Linked DNA regions of Zea mays: region 1 is linked to region 2. A link is a contact called in public Hi-C data. All regions are on one chromosome and are shown on one strand. The core of a region is the stretch at or near the end of the contact, and the rest is flanking DNA. Distances in the headings are between cores, read along the strand shown.

The links. Hi-C and Micro-C count contacts between places; a contact is called where the count stands out from the background.
Region 1: a Hi-C map of bundle sheath shows a contact between it and region 2, with 3 times the contacts expected there. The contact joins the promoter of LOC100283855 here to the promoter of LOC100284399 in region 2. A contact is called at or near these places in 2 of 25 Hi-C or Micro-C datasets (bundle sheath and tassel).

What each region holds. Positions count from the first base shown.
Region 1 is chr6:180,477,154-180,481,534 of Zm-B73-REFERENCE-NAM-5.0, forward strand. LOC100283855 (nucleoside diphosphate kinase 4) reads left to right here and starts at 1,374. Exons shown (of 7, transcript NM_001156753.1): 1 at 1,374-1,764; 2 at 1,920-2,045; 3 at 2,142-2,179; 4 at 2,373-2,423; 5 at 2,565-2,732; 6 at 2,811-2,923; 7 at 3,015-3,331. The coding sequence starts at 1,671. The coding sequence ends at 3,138. It overlaps LOC100382313 (CCT motif family protein), which reads right to left. Exons shown (of 4, transcript NM_001175062.1): 2 at 3,975-4,381; 3 at 3,728-3,865; 4 at 3,366-3,647. The coding sequence ends at 3,546.
Region 2 is chr6:179,986,813-179,991,335 of Zm-B73-REFERENCE-NAM-5.0, forward strand. LOC100284399 reads left to right here and starts at 2,617. Exons shown (of 2, transcript NM_001371990.1): 1 at 2,617-2,815; 2 at 2,925-3,686. The coding sequence starts at 2,743. The coding sequence ends at 3,502. It overlaps LOC100383316 (argonaute104), which reads right to left. Exons shown (of 23, transcript NM_001361992.1): 19 at 4,463-4,523; 20 at 4,308-4,381; 21 at 4,133-4,227; 22 at 4,019-4,050; 23 at 3,624-3,933. The coding sequence ends at 3,755.

The DNA of each region.
Region 1 (4,381 bases), core at 124-2,623, 490 kb after region 2:
GCCTCGTGCTATTGGTGTTTGTTCGGGGTTTCCAAGTAAGAAACATGGATTCACCTTTGGCATTGGTTTATGAAAATGATTTATAAGTTAGATCCATGGAAAAATATTACGAAGAATAAATGTTACACATGCAAAAAAATATTTAAGTTGAAAACATTATTCAAACAAAAGAAATTGCATGCAAGGCTCTTCTTTAAATACTACTCCCTCAATCCAAAAATATAATTTAATAATCTCAGTGATACTTATCTACTACTACACATTGTGCAAGGGTAGCATGTAGGCTTCGGGAGAGATGTATTATATGTTTTTACTATAATAGATGTAGATATAAACACACATGTGGTGTAGTGGTAGCTACAAACACATTTATTTGAGAGGTCGCGGGTTCGAATCCCTTGGAGCCTGTTTTTTTAATTTAATTTTAGCTAGGCGTGGGATGCACGTGGGAATGAGAATAGGCTTTGTGGGAGGGAGAATAAGAAAGACACGGAATGGAAATGTGAATGCCCTTTGCAGGGAGGGGGAATGAGAGGAATGGGAATGAGAATGACAGAACACGGAATGAGGCAGCCTACCCCTTACCGTCTTAATAGGTAGTAGAGATTATATAAAAGGTCAAATGAAATCTTCGTGAAACAATGAAAGGCTTATAGGCATGTCTACATGGTGCCGAGACCAGCTAGCGTGATGGCAATCCAATTGAGGTCGTTCATAATCTCCTTGAGGTAAAAAAAGGGGAGAAAACATCGGAGCCGTCAGCAAAAAACCATAAGCGATCCAATCACCACGTGCACAATGCAGAGGAACAAGAGGCGAGAGGCAACGCACCGAGAGAGCGTGGATGCAGCACAGATCAAATACCTAAACACGATCGGTCTTTGCTGTGAAGGGCAGACCCGACAGATTCCCAATTTGTGGTGCCAAACCCAATCACCCTAAACAGCTCAACCATAACAGCTCAATCGCCAGCAAATTCGATGCAGGGACCGACGGTTAATTTGGGAGGGTTATATTGAGTTATGTCTAAAATTCTATTGGTCTATTGGACTTCTATTGTATTTCGATTTTTTTTTGGTTAATTCAGTTTTTTGAGATCTATAATTGAAATTATCTTAATTATTTCAAACATGGAACTAAAATTACTGACGGTTAATTTGGTTCGGTTATTCAGCTTTGGTTTATTTCGCCCGGGCCTATTTAGTGCTCCCTAACTCAGTTTTGATCGATAGTGTTAATGGTGTGAGCGTTCCTAATCTGCTGCGTTGAAGGAAGAAGAGGGAGATGGGGACTCCGATCTGTTGGTGTCAGAAGGAGAGACGAGTCTGCGAAGGAAGGAGTGAGATCCGATCCAGTCCAGTCCAGTCCAGTCCAACGGAAACCTTTGCGTTTTTTAAGCGAGCCACGCCAATAACGGAGAGGCATGCACCGACGATCGGCATTTCCTTCCAGTGGCGGTGAGAAGGGAAAGGGAGGACAGCAGAGCAGAGGTCGAGCATCGCATCGCATCGCATCGCGCGCTTTGCCTGCCGCAGCGGCTAACGAACGCGTGGATCATCCCTTCTATTATTAATTAATTGGGAGGAGTGGGAGTGATAGCTGCAGCACCCAGCGCCCATCACTGAGCCCATCCGGAACCCTAGCCTCCTCGTCGTTGAATCCACCACACCATGAGCGGGAGCGCCTCCAGGAAGCTCTTCCAGGCCGCCAGGTCCATCGTCCTCTCCGCTTCTCAACGCTCCTCCTTCTCCGTCCTCGCCGCCGGTATGTATCCTTGGCCCTTGGACCCCTGTGGAATGTCATGGAATCTAATCCATTCCAAACCAAATCACGCCGCGTCTTTGATATGATGTGATTGATTGTTCAAAGGTTTCAGCTTTTTATATATTTTATCCGTCTTTGATGTTCTCGATGTGCAGAGGGCCGCACCGCCGCGCTCGCCAACTTTGGCAGGAAGATCCTCCCCAGCGCCTGCTCCTACCACAGGCAGGGATCCCACGCCGCGTCGGGATGGGGAGCCATCGCTGCCGCAGTCCCCGCCGCAGGTCAGTCCAGTCGTCGATCAGATTCGACCCCCCCCAAGCACTCTTGATCCGATATGCTTGCTTAAATGAATGACAAATAGTCCTTTCCTCATGCAGTTTACATGCTCCAGGACCAGGAGGCTCATGCTGCAGAGGTACCTACCCTGGATCCCTCATTCTCTTCTTTTTATTTTTATTTTTTCACGCATTCTGGGCTATATGTCAGGCAGGGGGTAGGCCAGCTCAAAATGATCGAGTGGGCTCCCATGTGATTTTGTCATCCTAGTGACAGAAATTTTCTCCCTTTTTTTTTCTCAAGCTCACAACACTCCTCTGCTGTGATTCCAGATGGAGCGCACTTTCATCGCCATCAAGCCCGACGGCGTCCAAAGAGGCCTGGTCAGTACTAGCAACTGTCACAGCACCATAGTTTCTTCAGATGCAATCCTAATAACCAGTTTCAGTTTGCATGCACTCTGTTCTTGACCATATAGCAATTATTATTTGGAATTTCTTCAGACATCTGCTCTGTTTATTCAGATTTCTGAGATTGTGAACCGATTCGAGAGAAAAGGCTACAAGCTTGTTGCCATCAAGCTGATTGTCCCATCCAAAGGATTCGCTGAGAAGCACTACCATGATCTCAAGGAAAGGCCTTTCTTCAACGGGTTGTGTGACTTCCTCAGCTCTGGCCCTGTACTTGCAATGGTAAGAAGGAACGAACATCCCTACAGAAAGAGTTGTGCTTACATACATGGACAACAAAAGGTGACTGATTTTCTCTAGGTTTGGGAAGGAGAGGGTGTCATCAAGTATGGGAGAAAACTAATTGGTGCCACAGACCCACAGAAATCTGAACCAGGAACCATCAGGGGCGATCTTGGTGTTGTTGTGGGAAGGTTAGGTACCTTACCTTTTCTCTTGAGGTTTGCGTTTCGCATCATGCAAGCTTATTACAACAAACTCACAAGCTTGTTATGAACACACCAGAAACATCATTCATGGAAGTGATGGCCCGGAGACAGCAAAGGATGAGATCGCCTTGTGGTTTGAACCCAAGGAGCTGGTCTCTTATACCAGCAATGCGGAGAAGTGGGTCTATGGGGTGAATTAACCAGCGACTAAATCTCTTGAGGTTTGCTTTTTTCTTTTCAGTTTTCACATAATTGCCGACAGACCAAGGCAGGATGTAATAAAGTAGCTACCGTCACCTATTACTTTTGAGTTGGATTGATTGTGGTGCAGTAAGGCACAAGGAAAGGAAGGAATACACCGTGAAATTTGTTAATCTTCATGAGTCTGTTTTTGCTCTTGTTTTCAGTAAGGCACAAGGAGTGCAGTGCCAAGCAAGCAGAGGGGAGAGCTGAGTTTTATTGCCATCTTCATTCAAGCCTTTGTACAGGGGCTAGCTAACCAACTAGACTACCACCACTTTCAGCTCTTAACTCCCTCGGCTCGCACCAAAACGGCTGGGTAGAGGAGGTGGATTTTGAACAGCTGAATGATCGACTGAACCTCCATCTAAGTGCTTGAATTCAGCAGCAGCAGGTCGCATTCTTCGATCTTGGCAAATCTCCCTCTCACCCTTGGCTGGCTGTCTGCCAGAGCCTTCCTACAAGCATACTGCAAAGCCCAAAAAAAAAAACGTTGTACCTGTTACTGTCAAAGTTCCTACAAGCATACCAGAACAACTAGTGTAGTACCTTAATCTTCCTGCCAAAGTTCCGCTTGATCTTCTTTTTTCTATACCTGGAAAGCTTTTGCTTCCTTTCTTCGGTCTTGAGGTCACTGATGGTCACACAAACATTTGCTGCTGGTCGAGGCGTGTTGGCTCCAAGGTTCTGTCAGAATTGGAAATGTAAGTGCGTTCTTTTCCCCATGACGAGTAGGATATAGCAACTTCCTTGTTAGAACAGAACAGTACAGGAGAAAAGGAGGTGCTTATCAAACCTGAATGTCTCCTTCACTGTAAGCTCTCCTCAGCCCAAACGCTGCCTCAAAGTCCAGCCCTTGGAAGTCTAGAAAGTTTGGCCTGACAGCTCCATTCATCCAATCTGCCGAGTTGAGGCATCCAGAACTAACACTTTTCTGGAGCGAGCATTCAGGAATGGAACGCTTCTCATTCTCCATGGCCGGGAGTTGTTCAGCTTGCAGCATAGGGATCTTAACATCCATAAGTTCAGAAATTGTCTCTTCGATTGCAGACTTTTCCATGAGTTCCTTCTCGCACTCATACAACACTTCACTCAGGAGAGCGTCGTTCTGGATGCCTGCATCCTTAATAGTTTGATTCATCATTGAGCAGGCAGCTGCGACAGGATCAAGGCTGAGCAGCGCTTCTTCTTGGATGATGACTT
Region 2 (4,523 bases), core at 1,367-3,866:
TCACCCGTCTGTGTCGCTTAAGGACCGCAACGATTGTTTGCCTGCTGATCTAGGACCCTTTAACTGGCCACATGCCTCATCATGGGTCAGCTTAGCCTCGGCTGGACCAATACCAGAAATGTCGACCCGCAGTGGGAGTGGAGAGATGGTGAGAGTATCGTGTATCCACCTGGCAAGAGGCTGGATGGTGGAGTACTGAGCTCTCGGTTGGTGGGACCTGTACTGGTTTTGAAAAATCCGGATGCAAGTTGACATGTGCGAAGGTTAATTGCTACATATGTCGTGTTGTTGGAGATCCCTAACTGGGTATTAATCGATTCGGATCGCCGAACTTCTCGGATATGAAGACTGGATCTTTGAGCCTCATCATAGATAAGATATGAAACAAGGTTACATGATATAAAAGAAATCTAGAATAGGCCAAGTGGTTGAACTAGACTAGGTAAATCTAGAGAGGAGGTAATCACTTAACTTGGAAAATAAAAGTTGGCCTAAGGATCAAGTAATGGTAAGATATTATGCAAAAACTTGAGTCATTGAACATTGATAACCTATACCTTGACTCTCAACAAACTAGCACGTCTTTGAGAGTCTTTTCTTTAGTCGGGTCAGTCTTGCTGAGTAATTTCAGACTCAGGGTTTTATTTTCATTGTTGCTGCAGGAGAGATGATTAACACCTTTGAATTTTGTTAAACTCACTCTGGAGACTTTTACTTATGTTTATTATGTGTGTGCTGCGGGAAGATGGCTTCTTCCAAACCGTTGTAATAAGTTAGCACTTGATGCTACCCGGGTATGTAATAATAAATACTACTTGGGTTGTATGCTTAAAAGTTTGCTAATGTATATTATCTTATTGTAAAGTCTTCCGCTCAACTCCTGTGTTTAAAGTTTATGTTCATGTCTCGTTATTGTAATATTTACAACTACGGGTGAATGGTCCTTGGAAATGAACGAGTTCATCGAAACTCGGCACCCCGAGTAAGTTATCTAATTCACTTACATATCTATCCGAGGTCTTGAAGGCAAGGATTGGTATACGTAGGTCCGATAACTTGGTTGGGTTGTGACACATTCGTCCTTGGGTGTTGTCTCTTTGGGATAACAGACCAAGGATGAAGGTAGTGTTGGGCACTTGCTTTTGAATCCTCCGGGATGTCAAAAATAAGACAACATAAACTAGTACGATGCTTGCTTCTTCCTTCATTTAACCCCTTTCCGAAGGTTATATGAGAGAAGAAGGTGGCAAGTAAAAAAATCACATATCTCTAACAAGGATACAAAGTGCAAATAATAAAGAACAAGTCCTCTAACTTATATGCATATTCATCTCAAATTCCATTCCTGGCAATGTGATAAACAATTACAAGCATACCTTTGGCTTTACACGAATAAGATCTCGAAGGTAACTTCGGAAGCTAAATAAATGGGAGTATTCTCCCCCCAAAAAAGATGAACAGTGCATGACACTGTTTCTCTATTTATAAACTCGAGACATAGCTCAAGTAAAATTACAATTATATCCTTAATTCCTATACATTCATTCTAATGTACATGTCAAGGGTAAAGTCATCCTTCTCCTCCTCTCGACTTAGTTTGTCGTCGCCCATAGGACCTTCGGAATTAGCTTCGTCCGAAGCATGTTCACAATGATCACCAAAGTCTTGGTGCGCGCCCTGGTCGAAACCTACCTTCGGCATTTGCCCTTCAGCATTAGTCTAATACATTTGTAGCAAAACAGAATAGTTACTTAGTCTAATACCTAGAATCTTTGACTATCCAAGCATTTAAGCAAGTGAGCCTCACCACTGTAGGCTTTAATTAAGACGTGAATGAGCTCATTCGCCTCCTTTTTGAGGGTCTTATTTTCACCTGTAAGTGAGGTATCACGAGTAAAACCATCACACATAGATGATAGTGTTGTAGCACTATAAGAGGGGGTTAGTTGGAACGACAACAAATAGGATATTAGGTTGACACCAATGTGTCTAATGAAATACTGGAGGACGTTTTGCTAGCATGCGGTATAATTTTCCCTAGACGCAGTCACCGTACAATGCATGGTTTATTGTTTTATAGAAACATAGAATACTTAATTTATTTTTTATGCTGATATGATATAATGTTTTAGTTATAATGTACAGAATTTATTTAGAATGTGGACTTACAAAATGTGTTGTCAATGATATTATTATAGCTGATAAAACTAAATTGCCAGCATCATGATATGTGCTTTGGAAGGAAATGTTTTCTTGCAAACTTGGTAACTATTAAATTAAACATTTATTTTGATTTAGTCATGTTTACATAGTATATATTATTGCAAATAGCATTATGTTTACTTTATTTGATAGTGATAGAAGTTTGTAATTAAGAAATATATACATGACGTGATTCATCGAAATATTCAATTACTCTCCATAATATCTTGAATCAATATTCGAGTAGATTTAAGTTTGTAAGAAAACACAGCAAAAGGAAGAAAAAAAAAGGTGGTGGTTGGATGATTGGGGAGGGAGGCCAGGCCGGTGCCCTGTTGGTAGAGGGAATGAGGGATAGTGGGATTCCAAGCCAGCCACCGTCTGGTTGGGAAAGTAAAAGCAGGTTCGTTCTCGGGTTTTGATTGGGATTGGGTTCTGCTTCGCTCTAGCTAGCTGTTGGTCGAATTCCATCCATTTCTTCCGTTGCATCGGCCCCTCCCTTCCTTCTCTAGTTCCCTTCCCTTAGTATTAACTACGACGATGGTGGTGGATGCTGGTGTTGGTGTTGGCGGCGGCGGCGGCGGCGCCGGGACATGTGCCGTCGGAGGATTCGGTACTCTCTCCCACCTTTTCTCTCAGCCAATTATTATTACGGATTGGCCGCCCGAGATTGGATCTACTAACTAATATATCTGGATCGGAATCGGATCGGATTGCTGCAGCAGTCTGGGACGTGCTGCTGTGGCGCCGGGGCCGCGCCGACGTGAGCGCCTGCCTGCTGGCGGGCACCGTCTCCTCCTGGCTGCTCTTGTACGGCGGCTACACCTTGGTGTCCCTCGCCTCCAACGTGCTGCTCCTGCTCCTCACCGTGCTCTTCCTGTGGGCCAAAGCGGCGCGCCTCCTGAACAGGCCGCAGCCTCCCGTCCCGGAGCTGCGCGTTCCGCAGCAGGCCGTGGACGAGGCGGCGGCGCTGCTGCGCTCTGCTCTGGACGCCGCCTCGGACGCTTTCCGGGACATCGCTCTGGGCAGGGACTCGCTGCTCTTCTACAGAGCCTTCCTCTGCCTGTGGAGCGTGTCCATCGTCGGCAGCGTTACAGATTTCCCGACCGCCTGCTACGCAAGTGTGGTGGCCGCTCTGACCATCCCGGCGCTGTACCACAGGCACCAAGAGTGCATCGCCACCTACTTGAGCTTCGCCTACATGAACCTCCGGATGTACGAGATGGCGTACGAGAGGCTGTCCATGAAATGCTTCGTCAAGGTCAGGGACTGGACAATGGAGCTACTCAAGGATCCATGATCCCTTGGTTGTTTGCGAGCGAGTGAGTGCTTCAGGTATAGAGTAGATTGATCGGTAGATAGAATAGTGGTGGTTTTGATTGATTGATGCTGACTCTTGTTGTTTGATCGATCAGTGCTCTGGTAGATATAGTAGTGGTTTTGATTGTTTGGACTTTAGCATGCAAACATTAAACATTCTTTCTACAGCCTTACTAACTAGGCCTTACTAACACAAAACATGGAGCTCGATCCTGATGCGCACGCACATCAGCTAGCAGAAGAACATGGAGCTCCTGACTTTGTCATGCAGGCGAGGCAGCTCCGGCACAGGAGCACTGCCAGCCGAGGTATGCCCTCCTCCCTGGCTGGAGGACGCGTCTGACATCTCCTCCAATCTCAGGAACGTGCTCACCTGGGCTGCAGCGAGGTGGGCGTAGCACACTGGAGCAACTGCAAACACAAAAACAGACACTAGAAAAAAATCAACCTGCTGTCCCTGTGCTGCACAAGATGGCTTTAGATTCAAGCGGCCTACCCACTGAGATGGCTGTCGTGCTCCTCTGGTACCTGCACAGCAGGACACGCAGCGTAAGCACAAAACACACACACACACACACAGCCAAAACAGCATTTTACTACTACTACTTACACGTAAGAGAGCGAATGAACAAACTCCTGCATCTCGTCGGCACTGAAACCTATCTCGTCGTGCAGAACATGATAGTGGGTCGGCCTTGTTGTTCCCTGAGACGAAGAACCATCTAGGATTCAGAGACAAGAACAAGACAGCAGCATCTTTTTGCTCAATTCTGAGATCAACTCACAATCATCCCAGCATGTGCACACATGTAGAAGTCGAAGTTCTTAGGATGGCAAACTTTACTATCCACCACAGTTCCTGCGTAACAAACAAACACATTTATTATTGTCACCGCATCTCACCACACTCCCTTTAGTATGACAAAAATAAACATATTACCAGGAAGAACATTGTCTGGTGATGCCGTCTGAAAGAACTTGGTGTGGTGGTTCTTTTGAGC